Linked DNA regions of Zea mays: regions 1, 3 and 4 are each linked to region 2. A link is a contact called in public Hi-C data. All regions are on one chromosome and are shown on one strand. The core of a region is the stretch at or near the end of the contact, and the rest is flanking DNA. Distances in the headings are between cores, read along the strand shown. Region 1 holds the start of LOC100273136. Region 2 holds the start of LOC100286086. Region 3 holds the start of LOC107548101. Region 4 holds the start of LOC100273653 (PQ loop repeat family protein).

Evidence for each region. Hi-C and Micro-C count contacts between places; a contact is called where the count stands out from the background.
Region 1: a Hi-C map of tassel shows a contact between it and region 2, with 4 times the contacts expected there. The contact joins the promoter of LOC100273136 here to the promoter of LOC100286086 in region 2. A contact is called at or near these places in 8 of 25 Hi-C or Micro-C datasets (bundle sheath, ear, endosperm and 3 more) and 1 of 3 datasets of contacts at active chromatin or transcription factors (seedling).
Region 3: a contact with region 2 is called in a Hi-C map of ear, with 2.3 times the contacts expected there. The contact joins the promoter of LOC107548101 here to the promoter of LOC100286086 in region 2. A contact is called at or near these places in 5 of 25 Hi-C or Micro-C datasets (bundle sheath, ear, leaf mesophyll and 1 more).
Region 4: a Hi-C map of ear shows a contact between it and region 2, with 1.9 times the contacts expected there. The contact joins the promoter of LOC100273653 here to the promoter of LOC100286086 in region 2. A contact is called at or near these places in 2 of 25 Hi-C or Micro-C datasets (ear and tassel).

The regions. Positions count from the first base shown.
Region 1 is chr8:4,103,255-4,106,362 of Zm-B73-REFERENCE-NAM-5.0, reverse strand. LOC100273136 reads left to right here and starts at 1,605. Exons shown (of 1, transcript NM_001147583.1): 1 at 1,605-3,108. The coding sequence starts at 1,640. The coding sequence ends at 3,070.
Region 2 is chr8:3,970,378-3,973,670 of Zm-B73-REFERENCE-NAM-5.0, reverse strand. It overlaps LOC100286086, which reads right to left and starts at 1,722. Exons shown (of 2, transcript NM_001400781.1): 1 at 546-1,722. The coding sequence starts at 1,652. The coding sequence ends at 546. It overlaps TRNAV-UAC (transfer RNA valine (anticodon UAC)), which reads right to left and starts at 2,011; the gene lies at 1,939-2,011.
Region 3 is chr8:3,798,512-3,801,692 of Zm-B73-REFERENCE-NAM-5.0, reverse strand. It overlaps LOC107548101, which reads left to right and starts at 1,579. Exons shown (of 5, transcript NM_001323009.1): 1 at 1,579-2,815. The coding sequence starts at 1,635.
Region 4 is chr8:4,188,009-4,191,564 of Zm-B73-REFERENCE-NAM-5.0, reverse strand. It overlaps LOC100273653 (PQ loop repeat family protein), which reads right to left and starts at 2,183. Exons shown (of 14, transcript NM_001148067.1): 1 at 2,030-2,183; 2 at 646-897; 3 at 453-495. The coding sequence starts at 884.

The DNA.
Region 1 (3,108 bases), core at 356-2,855, 130 kb before region 2:
ATACCATAGTATTTGTGTCATGTACAATTGTAAACTATAGTATCTCAAAACTACATCATTTTAAAACTGTATTTCCAAACAGGTCCTTAGGGTTTGCAGAGGAAACTTTTTATAGCCACGGTTTTTTTTTTTGAAGTAAATTGTTTTGTGAATTATGAACGTGGTATGGTTTTCTCCGTCGGTCGCGTGTTTCCCCACAGCCACAGGATGAGAAACTAATCGGCGTATTGTTGCTGCCCTTCTGTTCCAACAATTTCTACCTTGAATCTGTTGATAGTTTTCTTAAATATAGTAGTAATGGTTGTTGTGTGTAGTTGAATGATGTGCGAAAGCTGCGTGAAGCCGACGCTACGCTCTGAGTGAGCTCGCCAATTATATTCACGAAACGCACCGTTTCTCCATAAATGGAGCAGCTGACATTCTCGTACTGCCCAGTCATAAATGGACCGCTCTGAGTCTGAGGCATTCACACCGTTTCTCCATAAATGCACCGCTCTGAGGCATCGCTCGCACGCAGTGTTAGGCTAATCACAATGGAGATTTTATAATGTATTTTATGTATTAATTAATCTATCATATCACCTATTTAGATGATATGTCACATCATTTATGAAGAAAATAGTTTTATGGAGTTTTATAAAGATGAAACCATGTTAACTCGTTTATAAGGTTTTAAAAACTATGTTAAATTTTCATTAAGAGTGTTTTGTTTAATCTTCATATAATTGAGTAAATCCTATTGGTTATTTATATGCAGCATTTAAGAAGTACTCCCTCCAGTGCAGTAAAGATAGTTGTTTAGGACATGATTGTGCATACCAAGGAGTGATTAATTATCATAGAGTTTTCCCTGTTTGCCCCTATTAAATAGGGATATGAGTGCATTAATGTCATGAAAACAATCAGCCTTGATTGGTTGCTGCAGCACCTCCAAGGCATTCTAGACTGGAGGTCTCAAGTTCGATTCCTCTTAAGTGCATCTACGCGCTATGACTTCTTTTTGTGCACGCTCGGTCACGCGCAGGATGACTTCTTTTACTATACCGGAGGGAGTATGTCATAATGAAATTGCCTTTTATTTTTAGTATTCGGATAGGATTTCTGTTGGCTTCATCGGGAGGCTCGCGTAGTTTGTTACGTCAACTCCAAAAGGATAAGTTGCATTGGAATCGAGAAAGTTTGGTTCATAATTGCATAAAAGGAGTCAAAATAGTGGCTGCGGCGCGTCGAGGGTTGATATCGAATAACCTTTCGAGCCTTCCCCAATAGATCTCTACATATGAAATAGTGATATAAAACTCTCTATTGAGAGAGGGTGTTTCTGTTTCATTCGTCTATAAAATTGATGTAGCATTTCTGGAAATAGAGATATGAAATTCTTACTGTGATTAGCCTTAGAGTATATTAGGCATATTAACTATCTCTAGTTTAAAGACCAAGAAATATACTTACTGTATCAATGTACATGTAAGTACGTCTTATATTGTAGGAAAAGAGAAAAAATGGTTACTTCTTATGTGGTTGGTTTAAAATTAATTATAATTGCGAGATATACTACTATATATATTCTTTGTGTGGGCTCAATGTGATACATACCACCTTCTCTCTTTCCTTCACACACGCAGCTCACGTACACGCGATGAGCACACCGCGTCGCGGCGGGCAGCACCACGGCGACAAGCGCACCGTGACACGAGCAGCCTCCCGAAACAGCGACGGACACGGCGCAGGCGACTTGAGCTTCGGGTCCACGGCGGGGCCTCGGTTCGCCGTCGCCCCGCCGCGCCCTTGGGCGCCGCCGCCTGAGCACGCGGCCGTCTTCGCGCAGCCACCAGACGATCCGTCGACGTTGACCATGCTGTGGGGACCGCCCGGCGAGGTGCCCGTTGCCGGCTTCGCTGCGGCACCGGAAGGGCGACCGGATGCGTTCGCTGGCAGCGCGTCGTGCCTGCCGCTCGCGAGGCAGGTCGGCGGCCAGCAGGGGGCGCGCAACTTCGTGGTGTCGCCGCTGTCGTTCCACGCGGCGCTCGCGCTGGTGGCCGCGGGCGCGCGGGGCGAGACGCAGCGGGAGCTCCTGCGCTTCTTGGACTCCGAGTCGCTGGGCGAGCTGCACCGCGCCGCGGCGACGGCGCTGGTCGCCCGGCTCAGCGACCTCCCGCAGGCGTCCTTCGCCTGCGGAGTCTGGGTGGACCGGAGCCGCGCGCTCACGCCGGAGTTCATGGACACCGCCGCGTCGCGCTACGCGGCGGTCGCGGAGTCCGTCGACTTCTTGAAGAACTCCGAGGCGGCAAGGCAGCAAGTCAACGACTTCGTGAAAGGAGCAACGAAAGGGCTCATCGGCGACGTCCTGCCTCCCGGCTCCGTCGACTCGTCCACGGCGCTCGTCCTCGCCAACGCCATCTACTTCAAGGGGGCGTGGGCTCGGCCGTTCGATCCGTCGAGAACCATCTTCGCGCCGTTCCATCTCCCCGACGGCGGCACCGTGCGCGTGCCGTTCATGACTACGAGCGGTTTCGAGGACCAGCGGCAGCGGGTTGCCGTGTTCCCCGGATTCAAGGCGCTCAAGCTGCCCTACAAGAACGACGACGGCGCGCAGCAGGACGCGTTCTACATGCTTCTACTCCTCCCCGACGGTGAGACCCTAACCCTCAATGATCTCTATGATAAGGTCGTGTCGTCGCCGGGATTCATCAGGAAGCACACGCCGGTGGACGAGGTCCGGGTCGGGGGGTTCATGGTGCCGAAGTTCAAGTTCACGTTCGAGTTTGAGGCGTCTCACGATATCCAGAAGCTGGGAGTCAACCGAGCCTTTCAAAGAGGTGACTTCTCCGGCATGGTCTCCGGTGGAAACGGGCTCATCATCTCAGGAGTGTACCACAAGGCCACCGTAGAGGTGGACGAGGCCGGCACCGTTGCCGCCGCGGCCACGGCCGAGTTCATGTTTATGTGTGCAAGAATGCATCCACCGCCGGTGGATTTCGTGGCGGACCGGCCGTTTTTGTTCGCCATCGTGGAGAGAAGTGGCGTCGTGCTGTTTCTTGGGCATGTGGTGAACCCTCTGGTTGGGTGATGAATGATAGGAGTGGCAGCTATATTTTGGTCGTTATA
Region 2 (3,293 bases), core at 473-2,972:
CCAGCTTGTACATTTATAAACTGAATTTTCTCTATTAACTCTAACTGCGCAAAGAATTTGACTCATGTTTCTCTTCAGTGTATTTTCATGATATAATACATATTTGGTTTGCAGCTAACCTGTTGATGGTTGCCGCATTTCATATATAGTTGGCCAAAAGTCAAATTCAAACACATATACTGAAAACTGAATGGCTGCCCAGCAAAACAATCTTTTGTATTGTAGTTTGAATACTGAAACCAATGCCAAATTATGTATATGAAACCATCTTAGGTTACCACAAGGTTGGCTACCAATCAAAATTTTGTAACTTCTTGAAGCAATCATATACTCCCTCTATTACAAATTATAAAATGCTTTGGCTTTTCTAGATATATTGTTTTTTCTATGTATCCAGACATAATGCATATCTAAATGCATACCAAAAGTTATCTGTCTAGAAAAGTCAAAACGTCATATACTTGGAACAGGAGTAGATATGACAAAAAGAGCATGCAAGTGATGTTCTTACAGAAGAATATATATATTTCATGGCAAGCTAGTACCTAAACTTCAGATGGAGTCTTTGCATCGATTGACAGGGCGTGCAACCCGGTCTTGAGCTCCTCCTGCAGGAGATCATAGACAGCCCTGTGCCTCTTGAGCAAGCTCTTCCCCTCAAACTCCTTGGACACCACCCTCACATTGAAATGTGTCTCCCCATTGGTCCCAGCCACGCCAGCATGGCCCTTGTGGAGGTGTGATATGTCTTCAATCTCCAACTCTACCGGAGAAAGTGCCCTCTCCAAACTCTCCCTTATCCTCTCCTTCCTCCCACCGCCCGCAGCACCATTCACTTCTGCATCAAGTGGTAGAAGTTGACCCAATTGTTCATCCTCGTCGCGCCTCTCTGCATCCTGTGGCCTTTCCTTTTCCTTTTCTTGCACCTCGAAAGCTGCAAATTCAGGCTCTTTCCCGTTCACTAGACGCGGTCTGGTAACCTCTTGGACAGATTGCTGACTTGACGTTGAGTCACCACCGGCGATCTCAAGTGCCTTGCGCTTCATGAGGCTGAGCATGTTGAGCAGGCCGCTGTTCCTGGAGGGAGAGAGGCTCTGCCTGATCCCGAGCAGCTCGATGAAGTCAACGGGCACCCTGGCCACATCCGCGGCGGGCGCGCCAGAGAGCCCTAGCACGAGCAGCGCGGCGAGGCCCTTGGTGAGCTGCGCGTCGGAGTCGGCGTGGAACCTGACGCTGCGGCGGCCGGCGTCGCCCTCGTCGGGCTCGGCGTGGACCCAGACCTGTGAGACGCAACCCCGGACGCGGTTGGCGTCGGTCTTGAGCGCCGGGTCCATGGGCGGCAGGCGCGCGGCATAGGCAAGGAGCTGCTTGTACCGGGTGCGCGCGTCCGGGACGGACTGGAAGAGGCCGACGATGTCGCGTAGCGCGGGGGGCAGTTGCGCCGGGTCGACAGAGCCGGACGGGGACGAGGTGGCGGTGGATGGGGAAGGGGAGGCCGCGGACCGGGCTGTGAGGCGCTGGAAGGAGATGGGGGAGGAGAGGGTGAGGCGGTGGGGGCGGGGAAGGAAGGGCTTGGAGATACGGTTGGAAGAGGATGAGAGGAGGCGCAGCGGGGCCCCGGCGGCGGCGGCAGTGCTGGCGGCGGAGGCCATGGGTGGGGCGGGGTGGGGAGGCGAGGGAGGATTCTTTCTCTCCAGTATACGGTGGTCTGGTCTCGACAAGAAGAGCGAACAGGATTTGTTTCTTCCGGAGAGAAAAGAAAAAAAAGGAGGAATTGGCCGCGGAGTGCGGAGGACAGCAAATGGGCCACGCAACTTGCAGAGGCTCATGGGCCTTGTAAAAATCTGCATCTTTTTTTAGATTAACCTGGGTTCGAAGGCTTGCTTCTCCTCGCGTGCGACGGAGGCCTGGCAGAGTTGTGGAGGAAAGTAAAAAAAATGTTGCTGCCCAGGATCGAACTGGAGACCTTCAGTGTGTAAGACTGACGTGATAACCACTACACCACAGCAACTAAGATATTAATAAATGGTAGCACAAGGTAAACTTCTTGGAATACAGGACCTGCAAATTGGATTTGGGCATTAGGCTGCCCGCAGTGGAGGACTGGGTGCTGGACTCTATCCCATATAGCGTAAAGAAACACCTGCAGCGGGTCATTGGGTGCTAGACTCTACGCGTGATCGAGCTGCAAATGTAGAGTTCGGACGCACATGCGCTAAACGAGGCATGCAAGCAAGCAGCCGACGGAGGCAGATGCATGCATGCACGCGGAGGTGGGGAGACGGGCCCACATGCATGCACGCGGAGTGGGAAAAAATATAATATAATATACGGTAGTTGGTATAGGGTTGGAATATAGAGTAAATATTAGTGCGGAGGATTGTGGTATAGAGTGCTGATTAGGACAGAATATTTTTTTAGGGTAGAAATTTAGAGTAGTATGAGTGCGGATAGCCTTAGGCTCCCGGCCGCTCGGCGCGCTGATCTCCGGCTGGTGCGGAGGTGACAACCGCTGTGCCGTCCTGTTGAAGGAAGACGAAAGAACCAGCGTGGCGGGATGCGCGAAAACAAAACTGGAACGTCTACAGCCCACGACACCAGACACCACCACCCAGGTCAACAAAAATCGGATGAAATCCTTCCATAGCCGACGACACCACCACCCAGGTTAACAGGATTGGGAGGATTGTTGTGCAAGAATGATTTCCTTGCTAATAGCTAATAGGCAACCCCTGCAAGCAAAATTGGAGCGTCTCCTTATTCATCAATTGCCATTGCGACCAGCCGGCCACCGCTACTGTCTGCTCATTCCTATTGGTTGGAGAATGAAACCTAACCTAAAGAGTTGGGTCTGTATTAATATAGATCGAATAGCTAGGCCAGACCCATTACACATGGGGTATATAGGTAATTACAAGAAGAGAAACCCAAAACCCTAACAAGGTGCTAACACCCTGTTGAGACTGGATCGAAATTCGGGAAAACACTCGACAACAGTCCCTTGATGAACATGTCGACAAGCTGCAACGTAGTCGGGACGTTGAGAACCCAAACGTCACCGACGGCGACACGCTCATAGACGAAGTGAATGTCGATCTCCAAGTGCTTCGTGCTCCGATACTGCATGGGATTGGTGGAGACGTAGACCGCGCTGACGTTGTCACGGTAGACGAGGGTGGCGCGCTGGAGATGGCTGTGGAGTTCCTAGAGAACTGGCGGAGGTAGGAGGCCTTAGCCACGCCGTTGTCCACAACGCGGTACTCGGCCTCAGCACTGGAGCGAGAGACAATGGA
Region 3 (3,181 bases), core at 330-2,829, 170 kb after region 2:
GTAATAGAGCAGCCTTTAAAGACAACTCTGTCCTCCATGTCAAAATAAGGATGACAAAAATATCAACACAATTAGGCTAGTGTGGGAACAATATTTTTCTAAGGAATTTCTATTTTTCTAAGGAAAAATAAACTAATTTCTCTTAGAAAAATGAAAATCCCTTGAAAATGGTGTTCCCAAACTAGCTCTAAAGAAGCTAAAAATTATGTATCACTATACAAGGCTAGATAGACATAACTAGAGCTGGACATTATTGAGCTAATATGGCTTCGCTCAGTCAACTCAACTTGTTAAAGAATCGAGCCAGTGAATCAACTCGGCTAGGCTTACAAGTTCCAGTTGGCTTGTTTAGCTCACGAGCTACAACCAAAAAAAATACATATATATGCAATAATATAATTAGTTGCTAATAAATTGTATATTAATTTAACGCTTGAAAAAGTAATAATACTGACAATTTCAGATATCACATCAATTCAATGTCAAATTAACACAGTTCATTACTTATTAGTTCGTTCAATACAAGTGTAAGCTTTATTTTGCTGACAAATGCTAGCTTGTTCGAGCTATCGAGCTGGCTTATTAATAAACCAAGCTAAAATACTAGCTCAGCTCGTGACAAAATTGAGATAAGCTGAGCGAGCAGATAAGCTAAGCGTATTTTGTCCAGACCTATATAAGAGTCAAACTAGTGGAATATTAGCCGTATATGTATATCGTTATGCTTGTTTGTTGCCGGTTTAAATGACCTTTCTTATGTTCAAATTCTGGCTCTACCCATTACGGCGCTAGTCTCCTTCCCCGCACTTAAGTCAACGAAAATGAATTATCGAGGCATATAGACATCCATGATCCATGTAACACCACTGATATTGTCTCCAGCAATCAGTATAAAACAGGGAACGTGAAATTGTAGATGATACTGTTTGCAGAATAAAGTTTATAATAGAAGATGAGATAAGGGATGCGATATGGAATCTACTGTAGATAGTCTAAGAGCAAGTGTAATAAGATGATGTAGGTAGACTACAAGATATGTCGTATCGGATTTGTAGTGATGTGAAAAAAAGAAAAATAGAGAGAGAATAGAAGTGGGCTGCTCAAGGACTCTAAGACAGATTATGAGAGGAAAAGATGAGTCAAATATTAAATATACAAGTTATGTTATTGTATAATTATACTATATGTAACATGACAACATCATAAAATCCGTTGTGAGCTATATTATTGAATTTGCTAGAAACAAAAAAAAGACATATATTGTCCGTCTGTCTTAACAAACCACTATAAACATCACTCACATAAATCTTGAACTTGCGATTTAAATATTCAACCAAAAAAACTATTTTAACAGGTAAGTTCATCAATGTTTAGTTCGGAGCGCAGAAATTTCTTCTAAATATGATACGATTCTGGTGCGATTTAGTAGTGGTATATCGCAAAATTGAACTTGTTGCCTTGTTGGACATGCCATAAACCTTTCTTCTTATCGGTAATTCTAGCAATTGCGAACAAAATACTACTCCTATGTACATCTGTCACTACGTCAATCAAAAACAAACGCGCGCTCTTCGGGCCCACCGCTCCGCCCCACCATTTGACCCCACCCGTCATTCCAGAATCTATTTCAGCCAATGATGGCCTCGGACCGAGTAGAGAGCACCGCACGGGCTCTCCGTCCGTTCCATTCGCCCGTGCGCGCCATCACCGCCGTCGCCATGGCGTCGCTCAAGACTGCCAAGAAGCACCACGCGCGCCTCAACAACCCCTTCCCGCGCGCCGTACCGACGGCCGCCATCCACGACGGCGACGGGGCCCTGCGCCTGTCGTTCGCGTCGACCTCCAAGCTCGCCCACGCGCACGACTTCCCCGTGGGGACCCGTTTCCGCCTCCGCTGGGACCCGTCCCGCGGCGGCGAGGTCTCGCTGTCCAGGGTTCCTCCGTCGTCGGGCGGCGGCGCGATGTGGGAGACCGTCCCCGGCGTGGCGTTCCTCTCCGTGGCCTCCGTGGCCACCGAGGCCGACGAGTGCCGCGGCTCCTTCGCGCTCCGCGACGGCGGCGCCCGCCTCGTCCCCGATCGCCAGCACGTCGACAAGATCAGGGCTTTCTACCGCTGCGACGCCGAGGCAGGCGGCTCCGAGCCCGACCTGCTGCGCGCCGCCGCATTCCGGCCGTCCGACGCGACGCGGTTCCCGGTGCTGGTGGTGACCGGGCTCGTGTCCGCCGCCAAGAAGGCCGGCGCGTCGCCGTCGTGCACCTGCTGCGGGTTGCGCTTGCGCGCGGCAGGTCGCCGCGCCCGGAGCGCGGCGGCGGCGGCGAGGCCCGTGCTCTCGGCGCGGTACTGGATCCTTCTCGAGGAGAAGAGCGACACGCAGGTTAGGTTCAGCGTCAAGATCGGCGACTACCAATGGACCTGCTCGCACGCTGACCCTGCCAAGTCGCCCCCGGCGACGGCGACGACCACGACCACGACCCCGAGGCTCCACCGGGCCAGCCTGCGGCTTCGTCTGTCGGCGCGCGTCCAGCGAGCCACCACGAGCAAGAGGACGAGGCTGGCCCCGGCCCCGAGCCGTGAGCGTGAGGAGGCGTCGGCGCTCCTGCCAGCGCCCGAGCGGGCGGAGGAGCGGCGGCCGGAGGAGTTCAACCGTGTGTTCCTGACGTATGCGAGCAGCCGCGACGAGCGGTTCTTCGGGTTCGGCGAGCAGTTCAGCCACGTGGAGTTCAAGCGGAAGCGGGTGCCGGTGCTGGTGCAGGAGCAGGGGATCGGCAGGGGAGACCAGCCCATCACTTTTGCCGCCAACCTCGTCAGCTACAGGTGATTCTTTTTCCCACGGCTCGTCCATACTTGGGGGGAAAAAAGTCAATTAGAGCCCTTGTGCTTCTTACCAGTCGTAGAGGAGACAAAGAAAATTCAAATTTCAAGATTAAACGCTGCATGAGTTGGTCCTTCTCGATGCAGCACCACATGTTCGATGGGTTGGACTTGTGCATGTGGTCTGCGAAAATATCGACGTAGTTTCTAGCAGACCCTTTCAGCAAAGAAGGTGCCTTTCTCATGTGGTCACGACATTAGGCTATCTACATCAGATTTTCTATCGCATTCTCTATTTTATTATCTATTTTAAATTTTACTTTGCAAACAGTATCATCTATAATTTCGCGTTCCTATTTTACACTAAAT
Region 4 (3,556 bases), core at 934-3,433, 220 kb before region 2:
TATATCAATGCACAGTTGCACACTAGAGCAATTTTATGGCAAATACCATATGAATCATCTTCCACAAATGCTATTTTGTCACAAATATTAATACAGATCTATTTGGAATTCCTGTCTAACTATCCATATTCTGTGGTGCCATAATGTGTCAGTTCATGAATAATTGTGAACGTACAATAAAAGTTAATAATGCTGGCAGAAACAAGTAGAATCTTATGGTGCAGTTTAGGGATTCATAGAATAATGAAGGCTGGCAGAAACAAGTAGAATAATATCCATTCTGTTAATGATAACACCACATTACACTATACAAAATAAATGCCATTACTTTCGTTAAGAAGCTGGTATTCGATATTAGATCAAATACAGAACTGTCAATGTCCTACAATATACATATGTCAAATTACTGTTGAAGATGGCTCAGAAAAAGAAGTACAAGTAATGGTTCTTACAGTTGCAGGTTCGAGGAAGCAACCGGCAAGGTTAAACAAATCTCTGCACAATCATAGAAGCATAACATGGAATTATACAGGGTTCGACGCTTAAGAAGAAGGTACAAGTGTAAGCATGCAAGGAGCAGAAGGCATGTGAAATAATATATTCGCATCCAATTCCAAGTAGGAGAAGACATCTGACGTAGCATACCCAACAATCCAGGTCATAAGGAAGGCGACAGAGAGCCCCTCTGTTGACTTGTGTCTGTAATTTGTCATTATCTGTGGCACCTCGGCGAGGCCCCAGCTTACGACACTGATTAGTCCAAGTGCCAGAGCAGCGCCTTCCTTCTGGCTGCACAAGCAGTACTTCAAGTAGATTCGGGCCCATTCTGCGCAGTGCCGGGTTGTTGGGCAGCTTGCAGGAGGTGTTCCTCCGATGACACCCATATCTGCTCCAGACCTGAGGCACAAATTGCAGGGGGGGAATGGTATAAAGCATTATCATGATCGGTATAAAGCATTATCATGCTGCTCTCTGCACGGTCGTCAATCTGATCGGTATAAAGCATTATCATGCGGCTCTCTGCACGGGAAAGAACTAGAGCAAAATTTGCATTACTTAGGGCTAGTTTGAAACTTAAATTCCGGATTACCGGGGATTGAGGGGGAAATTAGCTTAACTTTCCTGTAAATTCTCAAAAATCCTATAGAGAATTTAAGTTTACAAACTAGCCCTTACCTTTTTATTTCTCTTTCAAATGAAAAGATGGAACCAACGATGGAACAGAATGCTTTAATTCAACCTTTCAAAGAAGGGAAGCATAAATTATTGACCGACCTGCTGAACTGAGCTAAACAACAAATTGGATCAAAACAAATATACGGACGGGCACGAATCTCTCACGTGTTCCCGGAACAAAGGACAAAGATTAGGTCTCCACAGTCGGCGTGAAGACACAACGAAAGCTAACGTGGTCCTCAATTCCTCGTCAGGGGTAGAACGGCTAGTGTCTGCAAGGATGCACCAACACACTGACACATTGAAATTTAAATCCTCCACGTCCAATAGATTGACACCACGAGTTAAGCAGCCTAGAGATCGTACAATTAGTTTTTCCATTCAATGTGAACAATAGGGGAAAAGATTCAAATTTCCTTCGCCTCCCCTCTCCTCTGGTTGCGGCCTAGCTATCTTATCTATCTGGCTAGCATGGCAATGGTATTGTCTCTGGCAACGAAGGAAAGCAGGAGCACCAACTGCATTGTCGACTAGAATGCACAGGTCGCGTCCCAGTCTAAGATTCGATAGCGTGATAGCGTCATCGTCTTCCCTAAATAAATGAACAAAAGAAAAAACAAGGAGTAGGATTCAAACTGAGCGCATCGACCCGGGCTTAACCTGTCAGAGCGTCATCGCCAGGAAGAACGAACACGGCCCGGACATCTCCCCCATTGCGGTAAAACCGAACGCGCAAGCACACTCCCGGTCCCGGCAGCACCAATAAACTCAACCTCGCCAGCGGGGCTGGGCGGGGCGAAGTAAAGCAGCAGACGAGAGTTTGGAAAAAGGGAGGTGAGGAGGCACGACGTACCGGGACGAGGGATGCCTGGTCCCTGGCAGGGGAGATGCGATGCGAGGAGCTGGTGCCAGAGCGGGCTTTTCCTTCTCCGAGCCCGAGGGCGTATCACGTACGGGAGTGGGACACGGAGGAGCGGGGAAGAAGGCGACGGGAAGGAAGGCAGGCGGGTGTGGGAATGTGGGAAGGGAACTGGGAAGTGCGGAATCGAAGCCGAGACAGGGAGGAGTGTGGAGGCATGGCAGGGGCGGTCGACGCGAGCTTTTATTGCCAGCCGCCGCTGTTGCCCCTCCCCTCGCGATCGCGATTCGCGAGGCCCTACTCTTTCGGCGGGTTGCGCCGCGTGGCTGCCCGCTACTGGTCACCGCCGGCGCGTTGTGCGTTGCCCTGGGCCCCTCGCCCCCTCGCGGTCCCGCTCCCGCCCGGCCTCCGCTCCGGACTCTCCTGCAGATGGGACTGTGAGATGACCCGCCGCGCGCCGCGTAAAAACCTCTTGGCATCGAGCCACTTCCGGGCGTGGGGGCCGTGGGGCAGTGTGGCACAGGCTCGCACGTCAGGCTCTTCGGCGCGTCTGCCGCCAGTATGGGAAATGGAACAGCGGCTCAAACTTCGCTTCTTCGTGTCTCAACCTGATGACCTGATCCATCCGGGCAAACCCGCAACAACTTCGTATTCGTTTTCAATCTACATGTGTTAGTCAGATTGTGTAATCTAGTTTAATTTTCACTTCGATCTAAGATACATACAAGTAAAAACAAACGAGCCTTTAAGCAACTTATACGGAACCTGCATGACCAGACTAGCTTAGATACTTTATTTTTTCGAGAGGTTTCCATTTTTCCAAAGAAAGAAAACCGATTTTCTTTAGAAAGATATAAAAATTTAAATAAATAAAGTTGTCAAACTAGTCCTAAAACTTTATTTTCTCACAGCATAGCAGGACGCCTCCGAGGTATTTTAGGTTACAATGTACATGTACATATTCAAGTTAGGGTTATTAATAAATCTATAATAAGGCGTGTTTCTATGTATCTCGTATCTATATACATAAGTTGTGTTTTCAACTTATTTTAGACCCTACTTAGATTAACTAAATAAAATAAGTTGACCGCTAAAAAAGTTCTAGCTAATAAAAAAAACTAGTTTATAATCTAGTTTAAACTGTTCAATGACCTATCTTATGCCATCTTTCAAACCTCTTATTAACCGGCTAATAAAATTGGTTTGTTTTTGTCGGGTACCGTAATTAGGGGTACCTCCAATGTTCCTAAACACGGCTGGAAAACATCTTCAGAACAAACCATCAACAGCTGATAGAGCGCGGTTCAAGTCAAGGCCTCGTCTACCACGGGACGCAACCCTGCCTCGCATGAGCCCGGCCTCGGGCAGAAACAGTAGTCCCAGACGAATTCACGCCTCGCCCGAGGGCCTCCTCAAGCAGTAGGCACACCCTCGGCTCGTCCGAAGCCCAGCTCGGGCAAACTTTGTCATACAGCGACCTCGACTGGATCGTCCTACCAACCGACCGTATCGCATGCGTAT